7 separate regions of the Mus musculus genome follow, and all the other regions are linked to region 1. A link is a contact called in public Hi-C, HiChIP or PLAC-seq and promoter capture Hi-C data. All regions are on one chromosome and are shown on one strand. The core of a region is the stretch at or near the end of the contact, and the rest is flanking DNA. Distances in the headings are between cores, read along the strand shown. Region 1 holds the start of Appl2 (adaptor protein, phosphotyrosine interaction, PH domain and leucine zipper containing 2). Region 2 holds the start of Polr3b (polymerase (RNA) III (DNA directed) polypeptide B). Region 3 holds the start of Hcfc2 (host cell factor C2). Region 4 holds the start of Tcp11l2 (t-complex 11 (mouse) like 2). Region 5 holds the start of Ckap4 (cytoskeleton-associated protein 4). Region 6 holds the start of Nfyb (nuclear transcription factor-Y beta). Region 7 has its middle 16 kb from the start of Nfyb.

The links. Promoter capture Hi-C pulls out the DNA fragments that hold promoters and counts their contacts. Hi-C and Micro-C count contacts between places; a contact is called where the count stands out from the background. HiChIP or PLAC-seq counts read pairs in DNA pulled down with a chosen protein or histone mark. Capture Hi-C pulls out chosen DNA fragments and counts their contacts.
Region 2: an H3K27ac HiChIP or PLAC-seq map of embryonic stem cells shows a contact between it and region 1, with 4 times the contacts expected there. The contact joins the promoter of Polr3b here to the promoter of Appl2 in region 1. A contact is called at or near these places in 3 of 39 promoter capture datasets (hippocampal neurons and liver), 6 of 115 datasets of contacts at active chromatin or transcription factors (astrocytes, bone marrow-derived macrophages, embryonic stem cells and 3 more) and 2 of 9 other capture datasets (liver and macrophages).
Region 3: a contact with region 1 is called in a promoter capture Hi-C map of liver, with 2.8 times the contacts expected there. The contact joins the promoter of Hcfc2 here to the promoter of Appl2 in region 1. A contact is called at or near these places in 4 of 39 promoter capture datasets (embryonic stem cells, liver and pre-B cells), 3 of 115 datasets of contacts at active chromatin or transcription factors (astrocytes, bone marrow-derived macrophages and pancreatic cancer cells) and 2 of 9 other capture datasets (adipose tissue and liver).
Region 4: a contact with region 1 is called in a promoter capture Hi-C map of liver, with 5 times the contacts expected there. The contact joins the promoter of Tcp11l2 here to the promoter of Appl2 in region 1. A contact is called at or near these places in 2 of 39 promoter capture datasets (hippocampal neurons and liver), 1 of 484 Hi-C or Micro-C datasets (uterus), 3 of 115 datasets of contacts at active chromatin or transcription factors (astrocytes, bone marrow-derived macrophages and pancreatic cancer cells) and 1 of 9 other capture datasets (adipose tissue).
Region 5: a contact with region 1 is called in a Hi-C map of uterus. The contact joins the promoter of Ckap4 here to the promoter of Appl2 in region 1. A contact is called at or near these places in 2 of 39 promoter capture datasets (hippocampal neurons and neural stem cells), 1 of 484 Hi-C or Micro-C datasets (uterus), 3 of 115 datasets of contacts at active chromatin or transcription factors (bone marrow-derived macrophages, embryonic stem cells and stem cell-derived neural progenitor cells) and 1 of 9 other capture datasets (embryonic stem cells).
Region 6: an H3K4me3 HiChIP or PLAC-seq map of bone marrow-derived macrophages shows a contact between it and region 1, with 7 times the contacts expected there. The contact joins the promoter of Nfyb here to the promoter of Appl2 in region 1. A contact is called at or near these places in 6 of 39 promoter capture datasets (the 3T3-L1 cell line, hippocampal neurons, liver and 2 more), 2 of 484 Hi-C or Micro-C datasets (muscle stem cells and rod photoreceptor), 9 of 115 datasets of contacts at active chromatin or transcription factors (the 230-238 cell line, the NIH/3T3 cell line, astrocytes and 5 more) and 3 of 9 other capture datasets (adipose tissue, liver and macrophages).
Region 7: an HNF4G HiChIP or PLAC-seq map of pancreatic cancer cells shows a contact between it and region 1. The contact joins the enhancer-like site here to the promoter of Appl2 in region 1. A contact is called at or near these places in 1 of 484 Hi-C or Micro-C datasets (the N1E-115 cell line) and 3 of 115 datasets of contacts at active chromatin or transcription factors (astrocytes, bone marrow-derived macrophages and pancreatic cancer cells).

What each region holds. Positions count from the first base shown.
Region 1 is chr10:83,646,866-83,650,316 of GRCm38.p6, forward strand. Appl2 (adaptor protein, phosphotyrosine interaction, PH domain and leucine zipper containing 2) reads right to left here and starts at 1,799. Exons shown (of 21, transcript NM_145220.2): 1 at 1,663-1,799. The coding sequence starts at 1,716.
Region 2 is chr10:84,620,726-84,624,176 of GRCm38.p6, forward strand. Polr3b (polymerase (RNA) III (DNA directed) polypeptide B) reads left to right here and starts at 1,573. Exons shown (of 28, transcript NM_027423.2): 1 at 1,573-1,813. The coding sequence starts at 1,742. Gm17249 (a long non-coding RNA gene) reads right to left here and starts at 1,920. Exons shown (of 2, transcript XR_380645.4): 1 at 1,472-1,920; 2 at 1-733.
Region 3 is chr10:82,697,456-82,700,906 of GRCm38.p6, forward strand. Hcfc2 (host cell factor C2) reads left to right here and starts at 1,659. Exons shown (of 14, transcript NM_001368720.1): 1 at 1,659-1,851. The coding sequence starts at 1,689.
Region 4 is chr10:84,575,003-84,578,453 of GRCm38.p6, forward strand. Tcp11l2 (t-complex 11 (mouse) like 2) reads left to right here and starts at 1,945. Exons shown (of 10, transcript NM_146008.2): 1 at 1,945-2,010. Gm34515 (a long non-coding RNA gene) reads left to right here. Exons shown (of 3, transcript XR_380644.2): 3 at 1-66.
Region 5 is chr10:84,532,257-84,535,707 of GRCm38.p6, forward strand. Ckap4 (cytoskeleton-associated protein 4) reads right to left here and starts at 1,632. Exons shown (of 2, transcript NM_175451.1): 1 at 1,191-1,632. The coding sequence starts at 1,610.
Region 6 is chr10:82,762,452-82,765,902 of GRCm38.p6, forward strand. It overlaps Nfyb (nuclear transcription factor-Y beta), which reads right to left and starts at 1,690. Exons shown (of 8, transcript NM_010914.2): 1 at 1,553-1,690. It also overlaps a transcript of Hcfc2 not described here.
Region 7 is chr10:82,778,750-82,782,200 of GRCm38.p6, forward strand. It overlaps a transcript of Hcfc2 not described here. Among named protein-coding and RNA genes, the nearest start is that of Nfyb, 16 kb to the left of the region's middle. Within about 2 kb of position 1,727, at least 62 of the 459 cell types and tissues checked have an H3K27ac peak or open chromatin away from gene starts, as enhancers often do. A contact at or near this core is called in bone marrow-derived macrophages and pancreatic cancer cells, where this site is marked.

The sequences.
Region 1 (3,451 bases), core at 549-3,048:
ATTAATACGCTGTATAAGTATAGGAAATTATTGAAGAATAAAAAGTACTTAAAAATATTCCTTACGAGAAAGGCAACAAGACAATTGTCTGAATTAAGTAAGGGCTTTACCACTTTGCAGGGACGCCAACTGTCTAAGAATAAACCTTTACTGTGGACAAAAATATTTTTTAAAATTAAAAAGAATGTCAGGTAGGAGTAACAATGACTCTAAACATCTTCCGCCCCCCCCCCCACACACACAAGCTCAAAATTGTAAACCATACAGACGAGATATAATTTTAGACTATTCCGCCGATTTCAAGACCATCTGCCCCATGTTCCTTGTTTTCTGTGGAGTTTCTGCAGATGAGAACACCGGACAATTAGAAGCAGAACTGCAGCCCAGGTCTCAGACTCATTTATGCCATTCAGAAATGGTGCGCACCCATTAGAGGCCTCAAAACTCCAGACTGTGCGATGTCTGTGTGCCTGGCTCTGCCACCATCACGACTGGTTAGGGAAACGGTCTGTCTTTGACCTTCCGTGTCACCAAGTACAAAGCAAATGGAAAGCCCTATTCACAACCACGGTGGTTATGATTTCCACACGCTTATGTTCAGATCCTAACGACAGGGGAGGAAGGCTGAAATGCTTTCCAACAAAGGCTGGGGTCCAAAGCAAACACCTGACATCCAGAGCTGTATAAGGAAGCCTGCGAAGAATTAGCACAATACATGCCAGTCTGTTTAAAAAGTTGAATCAGTTAAAAAACAAAACAAACAAACAAACAAACAAAACAGGCTGAGCATAACAACACATCTGTAATCCCAGCACCCAAGATGTAAGTTCAAGGCTAGCGTGGTCTACAGGGCAAGTTTTCAGTCCAGTTATGGCTACATAGTAAGACCTTGTATCAAAACAAAACACAACAAAAAACAAAATCCCAAGTAATGGGAATACTAATTATCACAGCTTGCTTACATATCCTTGCTCCTCTACATGGGGACAATCATTCAGAACTGAGCCTAAGACAGGCACACACCGATAGCCCTTTTGATTTATTCTGCAAGGGAGAGATGGGGGAAATGTAGGTAAACTCATCAAACTTCCATCTGGGAGGTACAAGTTACTTTGGGAGCCAAGGAAGAAACCCGAAAGAAGAGGAGAGACTGTGAAGAACAGCTTGAGCCTTTCTAGTTTTTTCAGGACCGGAGATACTAGAGGATGAAGGTATTTATTTAAATAAGCTAGGGATGCCATACCAGGAAAGGGAATAGAAGATCCCTGGGGAAAGTCCTGTGACTTCTGAACTACTGTCACTATGCACTATCTCAAGCTCAAAGGGCTTGATTCACATCTCCACTATATTAATGAAGCCCCATCACCACCACCCTGTGGCACAAATGGGGCAAATGTTGGAATTTTCTCTTCCCTGGGTCGACTTGGCGATGGATCCAGGTTTTCTGTGCTTCCTATTCCGGCCCCTGCATTCATTAGGTCTCGTGGACTCGTTAGTACCAGCAGCGTCTGTGTGGATAGTGCTGTCGCCTTCTTCTGCACGAGACACTGCTTGAAAACCTTGTTACCCTGCTAGGGAGCTACTACTGTGGGACAACGACTGCCCGACCTCCCCGAGCGCCGGTGGGGCACCGCGGCTCCCTCCCAGCCTTCCCGGGGGTACCTGGGGGCTGTCCTGCAGCGCCTCCTCCAGCAGGAGCTTGTCCACGGCGGGCATGGCGCGGCGGCGAGGGAGCGCGGGATGCGAGGAGGGGACACTCGGCGCTCGGGGACTTGAGACTTAGCTCGGAGCCCGCGCCTGCCCACTCTCCGCGGCCCGCCCCTCAGCCCGGCCCCCCGCTGCCGGGATCAACAGGAAGTGTGGCAGGCGCCGGACATGTAGACAGTCCGGGACAGGACACCGGAAGTGTGGCGACCACGCTTCCGTCCGATCCCGGGGCTTCGGGCCCCTCCGGCCAGCGCAGCAGCACCGGGAGGTTCCGGCTGGAGGCTGCCCTCCCCGGTGCTCGAGGCTGCCCTCCCCCGTGCTCATGGCGCATCTCCGGGTGGGACGATAGGCTTTTATCTTCTTGCGGTTCTGCAGATTGCTCTCTCTGTGTGGGAGGAGATAAGAGTGAACAGATTTTGCAGTTGTTCTCTGGCCTCTTTTTGGGGTGTGTGGGGGGGGGGGCGGGGGTAGGGAGTCAGGCTGTCATCTAACTCGCTGTGTAACTGAGGATGATTCTAAATTTCTGATCCTCTTGCCTCCACTTTCAGAGCGTGATGGGATAACAGACTTCGACTACCAAACTGGAGTTTTGTGCAGTGCTGGGGATCAAACCCAGGGCTTCCTTCAAGTTAGGCAAACCCTCTACCAAAGTAGCCACACCCCCAGCCTTGGCGTCTTCTTATTTTATTTTTTAATTTGGGTTAGAAGATGGGCTTGGGTAGAGCAGGAGAGATGGTGTAAAGGACATTGCAGAAGATGTGAGTTTGCTTCTCAGCACCTGGTAGGAGGCTGTGGCATGCACCTTATTTCCCGTAGGGACATGCATGGGCACACTCATGTGCACGTATCTCCCATAGGAAATGCACACACCATTTAAAAATACAACAAGACAAATTATATTTAGTGTGTGAAGTTCAGAAGACAAACTGTGAAAGACTTTTCTCCTTCCAACCATGGGGATTCTGGATATTAAACTCAGGTCTCAGGCTTGGAGATAAGTGCCCTTAACTATTGAACCATCTTACCAGCCTCTGGCCTCTTTTTTTTTTTTTTAAATACCAGGACAGGCCCACACTCAAACAGTTCAGAGCACAGACATTACGTGTGTGTGTGTGTGTGTGTGTGTGTGCGTGCGTGCGTGTGTGTGTGTGTGTGTGTGTGTGTGTGTGTGTGTTTTCCGTGATATTCAGATCACTGCTAAATGATTTGGGGCCATATAATTAGGTCTCATCTTCCTGGTTTTTTAAGGTTTTTCGTTATGGAGAATTTCATAATGAAATTTTCGGGGTTAGAAAGGATAGATTATGTAGTTCTGTGATGTCATTTAAAAGTGAGAAGAAGGGACACTGGAGAATGAGATACTTTACTCAGGACCCTACAGCGTAGGCTGGAGAAAGAAGAAAAGGTTGTGTAGAAGGTCAGAAGTGGAATTTGACGTATATTAAAGGCACGAGTTTCAATGGATTGACACATAAAATCAGTACTATTTGTCCAATGAGGTGTCACCAAAATTACCAGGAGAGTATGATACTGCACAAATTCTATGTCTTATGGGAACTACCTGAGCAGTTAGTGTTGGTTGTGAAATCTGTAGGATCAGGGTCACCAGTGAAGAATTATTCAGATTAAGTTAGCCCCTGGCATACATACCTGTGAGGAATTAAGTTACTAGAGGTGGGAAGATGTACCCCAAAAGTGGATGGCACTACTCCCTAGGCTTGAGTCCTGGACTATGGAAGAGGAT
Region 2 (3,451 bases), core at 323-2,822, 970 kb after region 1:
TGTAATTTTTTTCTTTCTTTCTTCACTTAGTTTCAGAAGTCTATCAGCACAACGTTTAGATACAAGCACTGAAATTTAACTAGCTAACTCTGTACGCAGATTACCTTGGACCAGGTTTAAAAAAAAAAAAGAACACATATTATTAGATGGTGCTAATTATACAGGTGAACTATTAAATAGTTCAACTATTAAATGGCCAGGAGCATTGTACACACTCATGTGACACCATCCATCTCCACAATTTTTGTATGTTCCCAAACTGAAACTCATTTAAAAACTGTTGGCATCTTTTACCTCTTCTTCCCATGGGATTTTTCTTACCATTGGACTTGCATGAACTCATTTCCAATTTCAGTGACAAATCCTTTTGTCTTCTACCAACTGTGTGTTTACTATTCATAGAGATTTTTTATAGGTGTATCTAATTTTTTAAAAATTAATGGAATACAACTTTTAGCAATTCTTATGCTTTCTCCGTTGCCATCCTTGAAATCTTTCACCAATCAATGTTATTAATACATTACCTTTTCTTTGGAGACAGGGTTTCATGTAGCCCAGGCTGGCCTCGACCTTGTTAGGTAGCCAAGGATGCCCTTGAATTTCTGGATGCCCTCCTACCTCTAGCTTCTAAATGCTGGGATTATAGGTGTCTGTGCTGCCGTGGGAGGATTATGTGCAATCCTTCGTTTATTCGGTGTAGTGGTAACAAACTCCGTCCCTCTGACGTTTCCTTCTAGTGTTTTGTTAAGGTATATTTCATCGACATAGGATTTAAACATATTTTCCCCCAAACCGTTAATTAACTATTCTAATATAATTTATTGGGTTTTCCCTAAGAGGATCTTGGACCTCATTCTTCAAACTCCCTGAGACAGTGAGGTTGTGATCCTACCACCTCTACATACCAAATGCTGGGATTAAAGTCGTGGGCCCCTACACCCTGTCATAGCAGGAATCAACCCCAGGTGCTCTGGAAGAGCAACCAGTAGTCCTCAATCCCTGAGCCGCCCCTGGGTCCTAAGTCACTGATCAGGTCGCTCCCGTTTAAACCCTTCAATGGTGCTTTACTATTCCCAGGGAGAAAGTCTAACACCTTCTAAGAGTTAACACATTTCAGAATCAGGAAGGCATCTTTTACTGCCCCCTGGCTGTCCTGGAACTCACTTTGTAGGCCAGGCTGGCCTCGAACTCAGAAATCCGCCTGCCTCTGCCTCCCGAGTGCTGGGATTAAAGGCGTGCGCCACCACGCCCGGCTGATGCCTGTTCATTACACGCAGGTACCACCAATTATTTAAGCAAGGACTTTTGCTCTTCTGTACTACACAACATACAAGCAGTTTAGACTGAGTTAATTGAAATCTCTGCTTTAGAAGTTCATGTTGTGACTAATGTGTATTATCGAGTCATTTTTCAGATTAGTTATACAGTTAGAACTACTATACTTTGCCGTATTCAATCATTCTGGGGATACTGGAAATGAGCCTGTCAAGAGGCTAGGATTAGCCCGGCGAGACCTCGGAAGTACACCAGTGGGTGTAGTTTTCCACATCCGGCTCGGTCACTTCCGGGTTCCTCCGCAGGTTAGGCCCTGACCAGGCGGAACCTTTTGAAACGCCTCCCCGTAAACAAGCGCCACGGGGACACCGGAGGAGAACGCACACCACTCTCCGCGTGCTACTTGCTTGGAGCCGCACGGGCGGATGTGAACATTCTGCCGACTTCTTCCTCTACCGTGAATGGAATGGATGTTCTAGCCGAGGAGTTCGGGAGCCTGACTCCGGAGCAGCTGACTGCGCCGATCCCGACTGTGGAGGTAAGTGCCGTGAGCGCAGGCAGCGGAAGAGGTTGGAGACGACTAAGGAGGCGTTGCCGGGAGAGTTTTCAGGATGACGAGGGCGGGTCCCTGGGCTTCTACGCATGCTCAGAACTTCTGCACATGCTCGGAGCTCCGGGTGTGTGAGCTTTTACCAGGTGTGGTTCTTGAGCGTTTGTAGCAGCAAGTACAGATCTCTCAGTAGCGTCCTACGTTTAGAAGCTTAGCGAATGGCTCTCGGGTAAAGCTTTTCTAATTTAAGTGTGCACTGGCAAGAATTGGTCCTTGTGTATTCTCTCAGGAACCAATATCTTCTTGCCGATCTCACCTGGAAGGACACAGAGATCCTGAGAACGTAGGCAATGTTCTTGAGGTCCCATAGCCGGCTTTGGTGCTAAAAGTAAATGGGAATCTCACCCTTGTCATCATTTTCCTTTTACTCCACAGTTTCTTTGGACTGCAGGTTTAGTTTAAGTACCTTGACTATCCCTTCGTCCCCCATTTTTGATCTTGTATTTTCTTAGGGGCCCCTATAGCTTTCATCAGATTCTTAAAAGTTAAAGGATAATTGCTTCACGGTGAACTGCCTAAGGAAGTGCAGTTATTGACATGATTTTGTTTCCTGAGAAGGTATATAAATTCTCACTGAACCTTGACATCTTTGGCACAGAATAGGGACATCTAGGACTGAAGATGGTCGAGGAAGAAATTCAGGCAGAGGAACAGGTTGTACATGACCCCAGACACACCATCAGTTGTTTCAGGGGAACAAATAAATCTAGTGGAGCTAGGGGAAGAGGGCAGTAAAAGATGCCTTCCTGATTCTGAAATGTGTTAACTCTTAGAAGGTGTTAGACTTTCTCCCTGGGAATAGTAAAGCACCATTGAAGGGTTTAATTGGGAGCGACCTGATCAGTGACTTAGGACCCAGGGGCGGCTCAGGGATTGAGGACTACTGGTTGCTCTTCCAGAGCACCCGTGGTTGATTCCTGCTATGACAGGGTGTAGGGGCCCACGACTTTAATCTCAGCATTTGGTATGTAGAGGTGGTAGGATCACAACCTCACTGTCTCAGGGACTTTGAAGAATGAGTTCCAAGATCCTCTTAGGGAAAATACACAGTATTTGTCTTTGTGTTTGGCTTATTTCTCAGTGTTCCCCTACTCCTAATCAACAGGACCTGCAGCCCATGCAGCAAAGGATAGTTAAGAATGTAGCCCAGTCCAAAACTGCAGACTTAACTCCAAGCTTTATGAGTGTTATTTTATTTTACTTTTAATATTTTTGGTATGGCTCTCCAGGGAGAGTTTTGTAGATCACAGCGTCGTGTTACAGTGTTGCTGTAAGGAACCTTCCTCACAATCGTCCTTAATTGCAGCATGAGCTGGAACTCTCGGTGTCTTCCAAATGGGCCACTACACTGCTTTCTGGTCCTTCTGTCTGTGTTTCCCAGCCCTAACTCAGCTTTTGAGCCACGGTGCACTGGCTCACTGGAACCTGCTGTCACCTCATTCACTACCTTAAGCCTCTTCAATGTACCTACCTTTCTTTCCTCACCATGTCTAACTCATAGCAGGCATAGACATCCTCAGTGTTCTCCACCCTGCCAGCTCCTTCAACCCTGTGCGCTTGCACACA
Region 3 (3,451 bases), core at 409-2,908, 950 kb before region 1:
CTCCTAATTTGCAAATCCAACACTTCCTCCTCCTACATGAACTCTGTGTGGCTTCTAAAGGAAATGGAACACTAATAGCTAAGAGGTCAAAAGGGAACTTGGCGAGGACTGATATTTAGAAGAAGCCACAGGCAAAGGGAGGTTCATAAAGGTGGAAGTGGTTTTCAAAGCCAAACCCATAGAACAAGTCCCCAGTTCCCTTTTGCCTTCTGTTATAACCTTTTAAATGCTGGTTTCTTAGGGGTACAGCTCACCCTCCTTCTCTACCCTGTCCAACCTTTCCTTCACGTGTTACCTACATTGGTGTTCTGTTCAGACTTTCTCTCCAACTGTGAGACAATTCTAATGTGTTTATTCTTTTTTAAGATTTTCTTTGATGAGTACAGGTGCGTTGCCAGCAGGTATGTCTATGAACTACAGACCCACCTGGTACCTGTGGTGGCCAGAAGAGGGTGTAGATCCCCCAGAACAGAGGGTTCCAGACCATTGTAAGCAGCTATGTAGGTGCTGGAAATCAAACCCAGTTTTGTTTTTGTTTTTGTTTTTGTTTTTGTTTTTTTGATACAGGGTCTCTCCATTTAGCCCTGGCTGTTTATTCACCATGTAGGCCAGGCTGGCCTCAAACTCTTACTCCTGAGTGCCATTCAACTCTTTCAAGGCACAAGGCTTGTGGCACTTTGATATAGCAGGCCTACAAAATAGACTCTTTCCAAATTAACACTGAGTTTGCAACTTTTAAGGGTTTCCCCCTTAGTCTTTTTGTCTAAGAATATTAACAACACTATAAAAAGAAGCCTCCGCATGAAAATAATGACCTGCTGTGATGGTCGATATTGCTGATTTGATACTATCTAAACTTACTTAGGAGACAAGCCCGTGGGCAGGCCTATGAGGTTATCTAGATCAGATTAATTAAGGTGGGAATAGATGTAAGGTTGAAATAAATTAAGGTAGAAATAAACTGGGATGCCATCCTGGACTAAATAATAAGGCAGCCCGGTTCCAGCATCCGTGGCTCTCTGCAGATGAAATTCCACCAGCCACTTCCAGCCAAGCCTCTTCATTATGATGGGCTTCTCAGTGAGGGGAAACAAACCCTTCTGTCCTTCAAAGGTTTTTGTCAGGGGATTTTTTCACAGCAACAAGACAACTAATACACCTAAATGAACCGAAAATCACCTTTGGGGTTATCTTTTGCTGTGTAGGCTTGTCACCTCCAAATCTGAGCCGTGCTCAGGCCCTGCACTTAGCCACCGTGTCCACTGTCCTTGTCCTGCAGTCTGGGAGACCCTCCTTTGAGATGACAGATTTGCCTTAGGCGCTCCCTGTGCTCTCATCACTTGGGACCTACACGGCAGGCAGCTCTTCTCCAGTGCCTGTGATAACAGTTTCCAGGGCGTGACGCTCCTACACAGAAGATGCTCCAAGTGGACCTAAAGGACAAAGCTGTAACCTCCTCCCCGAACACCCCACTGAAAGCCACAGAGAGGAGGGTTGGCAGGGTTGGCGGGAGGGGCTCCATCTTGGCGGAGCCCCGAGGGCCACGTCGCCACGGGCTGGGGGGGCGGGGCCCGCGGGTCACGTGCCGGGCCTCCCGCGCACAGCTGGAGGCGGCGCTCGTCCTCCCCACGAGCCGTGGAGCCCGTGGCGCGCGGGGCATTGTGGGCCGAGGGGCGGGGGTTGGGAAGATGGCGGCTCCCAGCCTCCTCAACTGGAGGCGGGTTTCCTCCTTTACCGGACCGGTGCCTCGCGCCCGGCACGGACACCGAGCCGTGGCCATCCGGGAGCTGATGATCATCTTCGGCGGGGGCAACGAGGGCATCGCGGACGAGCTGCACGTCTACAATACCGGTAGGCGGCGGCTCGGCGACCCCGCCTCGGGACCGCGGAGGGGGAGGGGAGGAGCGGCGGACGCGGGCCTGACAGCTGTCACCGCCGGGTCGCCGCTACCCCAGCCGGGCAGGCGGCGGGGGAAGATCGGCTGGGTCGGCAGCCCGAGCTCGCAACGTGTTGGAAGGCGGCTCGGTGCTCGCGGTTCCGCGGGCTGGACGTGACTCCACCGGTAGACATCGAGACACCCCGGCCCATCCCTCCCCGTGGACCCGAGACGGCGGGTTCCACGGCTGGGCCTCCACCCTAGGGCCGGTCACTTAAGGGGTGGAGATCCCGCCAGTGTCAAGAACAAAACCCACCCCAAGGCGGGCCTCGGTGGTCTTTGCCTTCCCCCAGCCCCCTTCTTAGAACCTAGAGAGTTGAGGGGCGGGGAGGTTCTCCTGGCTGCCTCTTCAGCGTAGGTACAGTTAGTACCGGGCGGAAGCCCGCAAGACAGTTCTCTAAACTCGCGGCGGAGAGAGTTGTGGGTGAACGCGGACTGGTCTCTGATTAGCCGATGTCTGTAGTGTATGTGCTCTGCCCTTCCGGGCTGGTCCTCGCCAAGGGGCTGTCATAGCTAAGGCACCGCTGCACAGCTCGAAGTGTCACTTGTTAAGGGGGCAGGTCTTGACCTCCGTGCTGGTTGAAAGTATATTTTCTCCACTTACAAGTAGTCTAGCAATCATAGGAAACTAGTTAAGGCTAGATACTGAATTTGGTGTCGTTTTAGTTCACAACCTACAACTTTGATGAAACAACTTGATCACAGTAGTCCTCTAAAAGCTAAAAACGGTAGGAGAAATTTTGTTAGTTTTGACTCTCCTCAGTACTCCAACAGAAAAAGTTTTGAAGATGTTTGATTTGGTATAGTGTAAATACCCTGGGCTTAGAAGAAATTGGGTCTGTTTTGAATCTTGCTTTGGCAATTGTTCTAAATCAGCATTAAAGTTACCACGTCTTTCTAAATCACAGGTTTTCCACTTCTTTAATGGGGGGTGACACCAGGATTTTTTTTTAAGAGTACAATGATGCAGAACAGGTTTTCTTTTCCTTTTTCAATACAGGTTTCTCTGTGTAGCCCTGGCTGTCCTAAGACTAGCTCTGTAGTCCAGACGGGCCTCGAACTCACAGAGATCAATGAGCCCCTCGGCCTCCCAAGTGCTTTACTCGGACTAAAGGCATGTGCCACCAGTGCCTGCCCCAGATCTGGGTTTTCAACAGCAGCATTATTACATTTTGGGACTGGTGATTTTTGGCTGTGGCTACTACCTTGTATGTTGTAAGATGCGTGCTGGCATCCTCAGGCTCGAGCCATGGGTTGGTAGTTACACCTCCATCCCAGTTGTGACAACTATATATGATTTTAGACATTGTAAAATCAGTATTCTTGGGGGAGCAAAATAGTCCCCAATTGAGAACTGTTGGAATAAAGGATGGATATGCATGCATGAATGTATGTATGTATGTATTATTATGTAAGTATATATACACATATTCTTTGATTATATGTATAGATCCTTTGACTAATATATTTATCACTCATGGAGTGTGGTAACTTGTTATAATTTATTTTATTTTA
Region 4 (3,451 bases), core at 695-3,194, 930 kb after region 1:
GTGACTGGACAACTGTGCTGATTTATGCTCACCTGCTCCTAGTTAATGACACAGCACAACACTTAGCAGGTTAGTAGGAAGCTTTGCAAAGCACACACTGTTTTCATGTGTCATTGTTACATGGCCACCAGGAATTTAGAAATATTTTTGGTTAATCTTTTTGCTGTGGAGGTTTGTAGAGCAGTTGGGTGGCGGCGGTTGTTTGGCAAGCCTTGAGACTGGGGGCTTCTGACATCTGTTTATTCCAGCAAGTGATATTATAAATAACAGTGGGTTTATGGGAAAGAGCCTGGGTGACAGCAGCACTTTCTCTTTAATCTCTTGATCTGTAGCAGGTTGTATATTTTACTGCCTTTTTAAGATTTCTTTTACCATTGAGGTGAATGTCCCTCTTTGTGGGAGAGTGTACATGCGCTATGGCTGTGTGTGCTTGTGTGTGGAGGAGTCCAGAAGACAGCACTGCATCCTTTAGAACTAGAGTGTTCTACAGTGTTTGAGAGCCGTCCAGTGTGGATGATGAGATCTGAAATTGCCTGTGGTCCTCATGATAGAGCAGCAAGGATTCTTAGCAGCCGTGGCTCCACTTTAGGTTGTGTAATTTCTAGAGTGACAGATACAAATGGATACAAATCTCTAGGTAGGTTTTCTTGTTCAGAATAACTTGCCAACTAGGTTCAGTAGCTAACAGTGAGCTTCTAAGAGTGCTTTAGTTCCATTCTTATCCCACTGAACAAGAAGATCTCTTGGGTAGGCAAATGTTAGGGACTTGGTTATAACCTCAGACCAGTCCATGCTGTACAATTGTATTTCTATCTTGCTTTAAACTATTGTCTGCTTTTGGTTTTCTTCTTTCTAGAATGATAGTAGACAATTTGCCTCCACAATCCGATATGATTTTAGTCCTAAACAGGAATATTTCAGCTTATATAAAGTTCATTTATTTTTTTTGTATGACGCTACCCACAAGTAATACCAACTTGTACCTGGCAAAATAGTGGTTCTGTTTCTTTATGCCCAGAAGCAAGCTCACGAGAAGTTATGCTTAGTAAGCCTGACCACACAAGAGCCCCTCCCAGCACTTATTTACATTAAGCCTGGTTGAAAACTCTCCCCAAGATAAGCGCCGCCAAAGAACCCTTAGAAGAAGTAAGACACTTTATCTTTGTGCACAGGCGAAGCCTTCGGAGAGCTTAGGTAGGTGTGGCTCCCAGAAACCAATCGTCCAATTCAAGGGGCAAATCAGGACCCGTGTTTACAAGAACATGTTGACACGTGTGGATGACGCGGTTGGACGCTGATGTGCGTGGGACAGCCTGTTTGGAATGTTGTTGACTCGCTTGGCCCGGTGTGTGTGGCCATTGTGAAGGTGGGCATGTAGTGTTTTTATATTACTGCCGCGAGCGGACACCAGAAGTCTGTCCGTTCGGTTGGAGTTAGTCCATTTCATCCTACCTGGTAAACTGAAAGAAACAGGATTGGGGGCGTCACCCGCTGCACTTAGGCCCCGCCCTTACACAGCCAGGCCCCGCCTCCGAACGCTTTAGGCCCTACAGCAGCCCAGGCGCTCCCGGCCGTAGGCTGCCCCAATTCCGTGTTCACTCCTCTCCCCGCCCCTGGCGGTCCGGACCGTACCACCACTGAATATAGGGAGCACACATTTCTCGTGTGCAAATGGCTTTCTGTCTGAGCCTTCTTCAGCCTTCACGATAGAAACGTGAGAAAGCTATGGTTTTTGTAGACAGACTCTTCAAGAATTTAGGGATCTTCGCCAGAACCCTGCCCTGGATTCTGGCGCCGCGGTGCTATAGTCCCCCTCCAGTTCCTTCCCGAATGGTCGCGCCCAGGGAGTACCTCTGGGCCCTTTAAATACCGCGTGGGGCTGCGGGGGGGCTCCAGAGTTGACAGACTGCTGAGTCTCCCCTTGTCTGCGACGCTGGTTGAGGGGGGATACGCAGAGCCCCGCGACCCCCGCCACCTAGCTTTCCTCGAGTCTCTACGCGGGATCCGGGGGTGCGTACCCATCCCAGGGGAGGGGCCGTGGGATCTGAGGGGACCGCGTCTCCTTATGGCAGCGGGAGGGCTCCTTGTGCCCTCCGAGTTCGGGACATTTGACCTCGGAGTCAAGGCTTGAAGTGGGGCACGGTGGCAGTGGTGGCCCAGGCTCTGCCGGGGCCGCTTGGTCGTGATGACATCCCTTTGGGTGCGTGCCAGCGACTGTGCTCAACGGCGCGAGACGCTCTGGGCTCCCCGTGCGGTCAGGTCCCCAATCCCTCGTCCCTGGAGGAGTGGGACTGAGCCGCGGTGGGGCCCGGCTGGGCCTCGGCCCTATGTTTGGGTCTTGTTGCTGGGTTTCTCGAGAGCTGGGTTCTGTCCCGGCAGTCCCCTCCCCCAAACGTTTGTTTTGACAGGAAACGTGGTGCTGCTAGAGGGAGGGGCGAGCAGAGAACGTGGGCGAGCGGGCAGGACTCCTGGGACTTCCGTTGGACTTGACTGTCCAGGAGGCCAGCTCAGGTCACATCTGGGTCAGACCCTTGCCTTCTCAGACCCTTGCTTTGCCTTGCTTTGGGTGGCGCCACAAAACATAGCAACGAGATTCGGTGGCACGTGGATGACACAGTTATGTGTTTACGTTAGTACAAGAGGAAAAACTTCCATTAAATGAGCGATTTCGCAATGTTTACTTCTAAAATGCGTTTATTAGACTGGGACTGTAGTTCTGTGGTAGAGCACTTTACAGGACTGTAGGTTCTGTCCTCCCCCAACCACAAGAAGCCCAAATCATGTGTTTAAACACAAGAATCCAGTCAACAAAGAAGGGTTTGTTAAACTACCGTTACAAGCAGAGTAGAAACACTTGAGTGGTTCCAGTGAGAATGGAACCTCCCTCTTTCATCGTTGTCTTGGTACCTTAACGGTAAAGAAACCAGGCAACTTGTCTTTGTCCTTAGTGGGCTGCTCAGCACAAGGTGGTGTTCAGCTCTCAGCTCTTAGTTAACCTACCTCCCAACTGATAATTTCAACCAGTTCTTACACTGGTTCCTGGGCTAGGAGTCCCCATCCCACCTCCACCTCCACCCCGCCCCGTCTACTCTGCCTTTTTCCTACCCCCATGGATTTCATACATTGCTCCACTTGAAGTGACCCAGGGCTGAAGGGCGCCTTACCCCCCGGGTGTGCAGCACAGGTGTTAAACTAGGCATCAGGGATGGGGGGGGGGCGGGGGCAACGCTTTCCAGGATAAAAAGTGCTTAGAAATCCTTCCCAATGCTGTAATGACACGTGGAGCACGGGCATCTGCCTTTTAGACAGTGGCTGGCTTGTTGGCTTTTGTCTAGCTCTCCGAGGCGGGCAAAGACTCGATGAGGACCAGTACTGTTCTCTCCGTGCTGTGTTTTTTGCCTTACTCTAGCCTGGTGCTAAAGCACGGTTTGATCGAGGATGGAAATTGTCT
Region 5 (3,451 bases), core at 382-2,881, 890 kb after region 1:
AGGATGGTCTGACATTCAGCAGGCAGAGCAGAATCGCCCACTTCATTTCCCCAGCTAAGTCACCTCCCTTGGCCTACACCACTTCACAGGCTGACTCACTCCAGTTGCTCTTCCAGTCTTGAGAGGAAATTCCTAGTGGTGCACACTCAACAAAAAAGTAGGGACTTGGCAGGGCAAGCGGCATGCTGGGAAAGGAGGCCGTGGTTCCGGGCTCAGAAATGGCGGGATTTTTTGTTTCCGTCCAGCAAGTGCGTTTCATTGAGCAAGGATGTGGGTGGAGAGGATGGAGAAGGCACTAGAGGGAAGGGGGCTACACTTGGGCTGGAAGGGTAGAAACTGAGCAGTTTGCCATGAGAGTTGTCTGGTCATTCCTGAAACAGCTCGCTGGGGAATCCTTCCTCACGAATGGCCCACACTTTCTTCCACAATCTGCGACTCAAGCCAGCTGTGGTCTGTGTCAACTCACTTTGTGTCTCTTAAACCTCAATATTCGGGTCTGGAAAATGGAGTCAAATTTGTCAGCCCTCTCTTCCTCCCTCTAGTTAACTCTTTGAGTGAGGAAATAAAATACATGAATACGCTGTCTACACACCACATAAGTGTGATCTAATACTTCTGGCCTGTGTTTCCCCTAAAGCTGGAGTAGGCGACTTCAAAGGCCCACATGGGCTCCTTGGTCCAGCTAAGGACAAGGGACCTAAAGATAGACGTTTCATCTGAACTTAGCAAATGACTAAGCTCACTAGCTTCCCCCACCCCCACCCCCAAAACTCTAGGTCTATTAAAAACTGGCTCGGGTGACTCCTACTGGCATAGCCAAGGTGAAGTCTTGACTAGAGGCTTCCGGGGATGCGATGATTTCCCTTCCAGGCTCCTGTTCGGGCAACTCTGTCCATTCAACGGTTCCTAATGCAAAAAGAATGGGCTACGTAGAGCCTGCCGGCTTCCTTACAGGTCACCGCTAATGTCCTGTGACAGGCCCTTGGCCCATCCTCCCCCAATGGTCTGGCCATCCTCAGAGTCCGCTCCATCCCTCTCTGAGACCATTAACAAAGCGGGTCTGGGACCGCCCTGGCGACTAGGGCGCTGGGGTCCCAGCTCTTGCCACAGGGCCTGGGCAGGAAAGGACCAGGGCCCCTTCAGGGAGGGCAGGAGTAGAGTCCCGACCCCGCAAAAGCTGGAGTACCCACCTTCTGCTCGACGCCCTGCAAGCCCTGGCCCAGCTCATCCCTCTGACGGGAGAAGTCCTGGTGGCCACGCCGGACCTGCTGGACCTCCTCCAGGACGTGATGGACATACCAGCCCGAGAAGGCGGCCGCCGCCACCAGGGAGAGGTAGAAGAGAAAGTTGAGCACCCGGCCAAGCCTGCGCGAGCAGGACGCGGAGGACGCGTTGGCGGTGGCGGCTGAGGACCGGCCGCGGTGGCCGCCCCGGTGCGCCTGGTTCTGCGGGTGCTGCGGCGGGTGCGGCGCGGGAGGCTGCGGCTGCTGCGGCGCCGCCGGCGGCTTCTTCGCCACGTCATCCGCGCCGCCCGACGGGTGGGCGCCCTTGTCCGAGGGGCTCGCGGCGCCGTGGCCGCCCTTGGAGCCCCTTTGTTTGGCCGAGGGCATGGCGGCGGCGGCGGCTCGGCGGGATGGGCGAGCGGGGCGCGCGGCCCGGGACGCTGGCTCCGGCTCCCACGGGGACTGCGCGGGCGGCACGCGGGCGCAGCGGCGTCGGAGCGGCCGGGAACGTGGGGCGACGAGGAAGGAGGCCGGCCGCGGAAGGAGGAGGGGGCCTGGCTCCGCCGCCGCCGCGGCGCCGACCCCGCCTCCCGGGAAGGGAGGCCGAGCCCAGCCCGAGCGCCTGCCACGCAAGCGGGCCGCCGCCCCTCCTCCCTTCGCTGCGACCCCGCGGAGGGCGGGCGGAGCCCGGCGGGGCGAGGCTGGGCGCGGCTGCCCGGATGGCTGAGACTCCCAGTGCCCCGGCTACCCTCGAGAGGAGTCAGCGGGGTGGGGGTGCCTCCTGAGCACTGTGCTGAGCACGATCCCCACCCGGGCCGAGGGGGAGTGCTAGGGGGAGCGGAAAGCACGGTTCTGGAAGGTGGGGACAGGACGGGGGGGGGGGGGGTCAGACGCCCTACTTGCCCACCACTAAGCCGGGAACACCCCTCCTCTAAGGCCGCCCTGCAGCCGGGCCAGGCCTGTCTCTTCCCGAGAATTTTTGGGCTCGAAGGACTCTGCACCCAAGCACCTTGGGTATGGACTAGAACTTGTCCTAGGGAGCTGAGTTACTGAGTTATTGAGTTACTGAGTTACAGACCCTCTTTGCCTGGGCAGTAGACTGTATGCAACACCCCCAGGCCCCTTGGTTCTCTTTTCTTTTGGGGTATCATACAGTCTCTCCACAGCTCCAGTTCCTGACAGGCTCTGGGTTGAGTGTAGAGAAGCCATCAGCACCCTCACTTAGAGGGACACAGGTTGAGGTTGTCACTTCCACATTTGTAAAAAGAAATATAGCAGTGCCAGACCTGTGCTTATCAGCTGGTATGGGCTCTAAAATCCTCGCAAAAGCTTTGAACGGTTGAGATTACATTTGCCCATTTTATAGGAAACACACAAGGCTGAGCCTCGACCCCAACAGAATGCCTCAAGGTCCCACACAGCCGTGTTTTGAACCTTGGGCTGATGCTTCTGAAGCCCATGGGTGAGTCTTCACTCATGACTGGGAGGGAAACCAGAGCCCACCATCAGTGCAGATCATTGGTAATACCAATCTGGACCTTTTCCCCTGCACCTGGCTCCCGCAGTCCTAGTGTGTACTTCTGCGCGGCAGAAGTAGGGATGCTATTTCTTCTGTCTGTAACTTCCTCCCAATCTGCTTAGAAGGGGGAAAAAATTAGAAACAAAACTGGAATCTTCCCATGTTCAAATACCACCACTTCCATACTTTGGTGGTCACATGCCCGACAATACCCCTCTTGAGAAAAGTATTTTCGAGGAGACACTGAATGTGCAACTTTACAAGGGCAAAACTTTGCTGAAGGCCCACTGTGTGCCAGAGAGATGTCTGTCCACTGCTAGAGGCACCTTCCTCAAGGACAATCTTGTTGCTCCTCATTCTTTTCGTAAATCACCTTTAAAATCTGAATAGGCACATATGTGCCTGTGATCACGGGCTCTGGGTCCTGGCAGGGGGTGGGGGTGGGGGTGGGGGAAAGCATGTTTTAATGTTTTAAAAACCAACGCCTAAGAACCGAGACAATAAATGAAAAGAGAACTTGGAAAGCAAACCGTGAGCTGTACACAGAGTAGAGAATGAGGAATAATTTGGAGAATGAATTTGCATAGTAGGAGAACAGGAAGGCTATTTCTGAGCAGGAAGTGGGGTAAGCCCAGGACACCTGTCTTGACTAGAAGGGTGTGTGCTGTGTATAGAGAATGGCTGCCCATTGCAAAAGGCCACAAAATAA
Region 6 (3,451 bases), core at 440-2,939, 880 kb before region 1:
TAAGCAATTACAGTACTGGGACCTTATTTGTTGGTTCCCCCCCCCCTTTTTTTTTCCGAAAGGAAACAAATAAATGGGAGGAAAGGTGCAAATCAAACATCCTTTCCATGTTCATGACTCGCATCGAAGCATGAAGTGTAGTAGGGAAAAAACAGGGCTGTTGAATTTTAAAAATCAGCCAGCAAAGACTACCTGACATTGCTATAATCTTACAAGTAATCTATATTGCCTTCCCATATATGCCCCTTTTCTAGATCCAGAATGTTCCTGTAGCTTTAAAAGGTGTGTTTGAACACTCAAACACTGAAGGTTGGGTATGTGTATGCATCTTGCTTAGAGTGGGAACCGGGGGAGAGCCTTACCAACCCAAATAGTTGCTAAGTATATACTTAGACTTAATCCATTAAGAATATCTCTCTTCATATGGAAAGCATTTTCTTCAGGGCAGGTTATAATCTGTGTAATAGCTCAAGGGAATGCATACATCTGCTTGGTGTTTGAAGAAATGCAAATCTGTATCCAAGAAAAGCAGATTCCCTTCCTCCAACCTCCTTTCTTTGGCATCGACAACCACAGCTTTGCATCGATAGAATCCTTAAATTAAGCTACAAAGAGCAGTGCAGAGGAGGAATCATTTGCCTTTAAAGGAATTCTGGTTAAACTCTCAGTATCTCATCCATAAAGCTCCTATTTATTAATGCCACTACTACTGACCAGTTGAGCCATCACTTTCTGTTACCGATTAGTTTCCTTACTGAGAGCTGAAGCCACTCGGGTGATTTGTGGCACCATCTACAAAAACTAGGGTCTGTGAAGATTAGCGGGATGCCATTTTTTTTAAAGGTCGTCTGCTACCTAACCTTGTCTACATCAAACAGCCCTCTTCTAGACTTTAGGCATGAAAGGATCTGCGGGTGCTCCGTAAATTCTTTGTTCTCGCAGACCCTCCCGCCCCCCCAGCACGGGTGACTGAAACCTCCGTGCAACCTCCAAGGCTCCCTTCCCACCTTCGGGGCAAGTCCGGGGCGAGCCAGGCGCCAGATGGCTGCATGCTGTAGGCGCGGAGCGGGCCGGGGGCCCGCCAGGCCGCTCGTTCCTCGCAGGGACCCGCCGCCTCGGCTCGCAGGTGCCCGGGCGGCCCCGCGGAGCGCATCCCCCCGCCGCCCGTGCCCAACGCCCGCCGCCGGCGGGATGCGGGAGACAAAGCGGCCGCTCCGGGGCGCAGCGTTCCCCGCCCGCCGGCTCCCCGGACAAAATGGAGCCGGCCCGGGGCTGCCGCCGCGAGAGCCCCGCAGCCGCCCGGCCCAGCCCGACCGCGGCTCGCGGCCCCGCGCACAAAGCGCCCGCCGCCCCGCGCCCGGCCCGGCCCGGCCCGGCCCGAAGCACAGCGGCCTCGCCCGGAGGCCCGGCCCGCCCGAAGACTGCGGACTGCGAGTGCCCCCGACCGCCGCGGCGTTGGCGGCGGGGACGGCGCCGGGAGGAGACGGACATTTCATTCGAGCTAAAGTGGAGTCGGTTTAGGAGCGATCATTGGCCGAAGCGAGACACAAACCTCCAATGCAGCCCTGGTTGGCTCCCGTCTCCAATCGGCTGTTTGGTTGGACAGAAAATGGCTGCGAAGGAACCAGTCCCAGCGCGGAGCTCCACTTCCAGGACTCGGCCTCCCCTCCCTCCGCCGCGGGCCGCTTCCCTCTACGTGACACCCTCCCTCCGCGACGCCCGCGCCCGAGGCCACGCCCCGGTCCGCCCCCGGCCCCGCCCCGGAGCCTCTGAGCAAGGCGCGCGGTCCGTAAAAGCGCGCGGGCGGGCTCTGGATGTTCGCTCTTCAGGGCGTCCGAGAGGCCGGCGTTCTCATCCAGAGCTCCACGCGGAAAGGCTTGCTCTGGCTTCTTTCTCCTTCCAGCTCCTCCTTCCCCACTAACCAGCGTCTCGCCCGCCTGAGTTCAGCCCCGGAGGGGATCTACACCTGAGCTACTTTCCAGAATGCTTTAGGCACCTAATGTTTTCTAGGTATCCCTCCAAGCCACCTCAGGCACACAGCGTTCCCTCTCAAGTCACAGTGAACAAAGATGTTAGTTTTTCATTTTAGCACACCATCCCCTTCCTCCAAGTTTAACAGGTAGGCTGTCCCAGCCGACTTCCACCCTGTACCCTGGTGCTGTGTTCTGGTGTTAGGTCTGCCCTACCAAGTTGGCTTACTACCTAAAGTGCTCATTTCCCAACCAGATAACACTGGGCTGCAAAAACTCATGGCCTCTGTGCATTTAAGGCCTTCCCTGTCGGCCTCACTGAAATCTGGATCAAATGTCCCTTGGCTACCATTCTCCCTTGTGGTGGTGATCCAAAATGTCCTGCATGGCCAGCCACTGCAAAGTACTGCAGGATACCTGCACCCAGATAGATGGAAAATTATTGTCCTAGGACTTAACAAGGATAAGTAAGCAAGACTGAAAGTTCTAGGTCAGCCAGAGATACATTAAGACCCTGTCTTTAGAAATAATAGTATGGCTGGGTCAGGCAGGTGCACGCCTTTAATTCCAAGACAAGGGAGGCAAATCTCAAGGCCAGCCTGGTCTACAGAGTGAGTTCCAGTACACCAAGGCTACACAGAGAAACCCTGTCTGAAGAAACAGAAACTGTAGTAGTAATAATTATAGAAGGCCCTGGTGTTGTGGCTTATGCCTTTTAAACCCATGACTGGGGAGACACAAACAGGAAGATTGGAAATTCCAGACCATCTTGGGCTCCCTAGTGTGTGTGTTCACGTCCAGCCTGGGCTACATAATCGGACTGTATCTCAAAAAAAGAAAAAAAGGTGTTTGGGTGTATATTCCATATAAGTATGTGCATAAAGTATACAGAAAGATTGAAATATGTTATTTATTGATATCCCGCTGTGTCTAGAATAAATAAATATTTCTCAGGTAAATAAGGAAGCAAGAACAAATGAGTCTTTCTCGGTTATTTCAAGAGGAGTTAGGAGCACCACCACCTGAATCTACCAAATTCTAGGACACCCTCCTCTTCCTCTCCCTTCTTCTCTTGTTTTGGTTTTGTTTGTTTGTTTGTTTGTTTGTTTGTTCCAAGGCAGGATGTCTCTGTGTAGCCCTGGCTGTCCTGGATTTCACTCTGTAGACCAGGCTAGCCTCAAACTCACAGTTCTGCCTACCTCTGCCTCCCCAATGCTGGGACTAAAGGAGTGAACCACCACCACCTGTGGGCCCAGGACCCCTTCTTACTAGCCAGATTTACCACTCTGTTATTTCCTTTTAAAAAAAATTAAAGATTTATCTATTTTATGTATATGAGTGCACTGTCACTGTCTCCAGACACACCAGAAGAGGGCATCAGATCCCATTACAGATGGTCATAAGCCACCATGTGGTTGCTGGAAATTGAACTCAGGACCTCTGGAAGAGCATTCAGTGCTTTTAACCGCTGAGCCATCTCT
Region 7 (3,451 bases), core at 477-2,976, 870 kb before region 1:
TGTTGATAGAGCACTTGCTAACCATGCACAAAGTCCTGGCCAATCCTTAGCATTGCCTAAATGAGGCATAGCTGTCCACACCCTCCAATCCAGCGCTTGGGATGTAGAAGCAAAAAGATCAGAAGTTCACGGTTATCCTCAGCTACTCAGAGAGGTCAAAGGGCAGCCTGAGCCATATGAGATCTGGTCAAAAAGACCATAGAAAAGAAACACTTTTGATCTCACAGGGCTGCTGAGGGTGGGAATCCGGTAAGGGATTTGTGGGCGGTTCCTGGCCTTGTGGTCCAGTTGTTGGCCATAGTTATTTGGAGGTGTGAACGGGGCTTGGGGACTGATGGCCAAGTACTATAGTTTACATCTAGAATGTCCTTCCAGGGTTCATTTGTCCAGCGAGGGAGCTGGCTCACTGGGTAAAAACACTTGCTGAGCAAACCTGCTGCAGGGTGTTTGATCACACTGTGAACCCTAAGATTGTGTTCCTGACTGGAAAAGCCTGTTTTTAGTTGTGGTGTGGCTCAGGCTTAGCATACACCTTTAGTGGGTATTTTAAACAGGATTAAATAAAGTCAACCATAGGTCAAGGGGCGGAGCAAGCAGAGCTGACAGGAAATGAACCCAAGATTAAGAAAAAAATCATAGAGAGTAGGAGGGGACCAGGAGGACAGATAAAGAGACACACAGGAAGTAGAAGGGAGGGACATTGAGTTGGGAAGAGTTTTTTTGTGTTTTTGGTTGTTGTTTTGTTTTGTTTTGTTTTGTTTGAGAGAGAGGCATTCTTTCTGGGATGTCGGCTAAGGAAGAAGGCTGACTGGTGCTTTCTCTGCCTCTCCGAGCTAGCAGGCTTCCACCCCACATCTGGTTCCCGAGTCTTCATTGGTAAAATTGAATGACTGAGATTTTGTTAAAAAAAACAAAAAAACAAAAAACAACTCAAACCTAAGTTTAAGTCCCAGAACTCATAGGGTAATGGAATGTGGTGGTGCACATCTGTAATCCCAGAACTCCGACAGTAAGACTGGAGGTGGAGGCAGGAGAATTCTGTGGAAACTTGGAACCCACTAAGCTGGAGTACACAGAGAGACAGAAACACAAACCCTGTTTCAACATGGAGGAAGGAAAAAGCAATCTCCTGAAAGTAATCCTGACCTCCACATGCAGACACACGCATGCATGCACGTGTGCACGCGCGCACTCGCGCGCGCGCGCACACACACACACACACACACACACGAATGCACATGCATGTACATGTATACATACACACAAATGGTCACACACGTGAATTCATGCAGGCATACACATATATACATACATACACACATATACTAGCATACACACGTGCACTCATGTATGCACACATAATAATTAATTAATTAATAGCTAATCAAAACTATTTTTAAGGGGCCTGTGTATTAAAAGCTGATCCCCAGAGTGTCACTATCAGACTATCAGGAAGTGGTTTAGGAGGTGGGGCTTAGTAGATTTTAGGACATTGGGTATCGTGTGCTCTTTTTTTTTTCCTTTAATTTACGCGTGTGTGTGTGTGTGTGTGTGTGTGTGTGTGTGTGTGTGTATGTGTGCAAGTAACCAGAGGCCAGAAGTGGGTGTGAAATTTCTTGGAGCTGGAAGTAGCAGTTGTTTGTAAGCTGATCAGCGTGGGTGCTGGGATCTGAACTCTGGCTGATAGAGCAGTGTCATGGTATGAGTATGCTTGGCCCAGGGAGTGGCACTATTAGAGGATGTGGCCTTGTTGAAGTAGGTGTGGCCCTGTTGGAGGTAGTGAGTCATTGTGGGTATGTATCTCCTGGCTGCCTTTGGATCGAGAGGTAGAACTTTCAGTTCCTCCAGCACCATGTCTGTCTACACGATGCCATGCTCCCCACCATGATGATAATGGACTGAACCTCTGAAACTCTAAGCCAGCCCCAGTAAAATGTTTTCTTTGTAAGAGTTGCCTTGGTCATGGTGTCCCCTCACAGCAGTAAACCCTAACTAAGACAATGATCTTTGAGGATTCTAGGTCAGATTGAAGCTTTTCTCCCACTAAGTTGACCATTTCAGGTATTTGCTATTCAGACAAAAAGCTGAATAATACACAAGTCCACCCACCCTCATGGCTGTTAGGAAGAAGCCAAAATAGCTTGTTCAAGACATGAAAGACACCCCAATAATCAAGAAAGACACCCTAGTGCCATTTAGAGCCTAATCATAGAAGTGACCTTGATAAAGTAAAAAGTAGACATGTGTCTATCTTAGAACACTTTCTGTTCCTTTGATCTGTTTTTCCATCACTACACCAATACCACATGGTCTTCAGTACTGTAGCTTTAAAATGAGGCAGTCTTCCAACTTACTCTTTTAAGTCTTTTCTTTCTTTTTTGTGTATGCATGCATGTGTATATGTAAGTGTGTATGTATATATGCATGTATATCTATCTATTCATGTGTGTGTATGCATGCACATGTGTGTGTGTGTCTTAATCAAGGTTTCTTTTCCTGCACAAACATCATAACCAAGAAGCAAGTTGGGGAGGAAAGGATTTATTCAGTTTACACTTCGACATTGCTGTTCATTACCACAGGAAGTCAGGACGGGAACTCACACAGTGTAGGAACCTGGAGGCAGGAGCTGATGCAGAAGCCATGGAAGGGTGCTGCTTACTGACTTGCTTCCCCTGGCTTGCTCAGCTTGCTTTCTTATAGAATCCAAGACTCCCAGCCCAGGGATGGCACCACCCACAATGGGCCCTCCCACCCTTGACCACTAATCGAGAAAATGCCTTACAGCTGGATCTCATGGAGGAATTCCCTCAAGGGAGGCTCCTATCTCTGTGATAACTCCAGCTTGTGTCAAGTTGACACACAAAACCAGCCAATACACTCTGTATGCATGTGTATGTATGTATGTATGTATACATGTGTGTATATGTATACATGTGTTTGTATGCATGTGTGTATTTATGCACATGTGTATATGCTTTTGTGAGTGTGTATTCAATCTGGTACTTGCCAAGGAGGATAGGCTGGCTGGCCCACCAGCCCCAGAGATCCACCTATCTCTGACTCCCTATCACTGGTATGACAAGCACATGCTACCATGCCTGGATTTTGTTTGTTTACTCATTTTTAACATGAGTTCTGGGACTAGAACTCAGGCCCTTATGCTCTGAAGGTAAGCACTGTACTGACTGAGCTATCTCCCCATGATTAAAATGATGCAAGAGTAAACCTTAAAATTCATGAGCTAACTACAGTCTGACTTCATTTTTCATCTTGTCCTAAGCAGTGAATGTTCGTTTCTGGATTAGAGGGATTAGTGTCTTACTTGACTTGGGAAGCACGCGTGCGTGTGTGTGTGTGTGTGTGTGTGTGCACTCTCTCGAGTACAACCTTGGGTGAGGCAGGGTCTCATTGCAGTTGTCCATGCCAGGTGGACCAGGATTCCCCACCC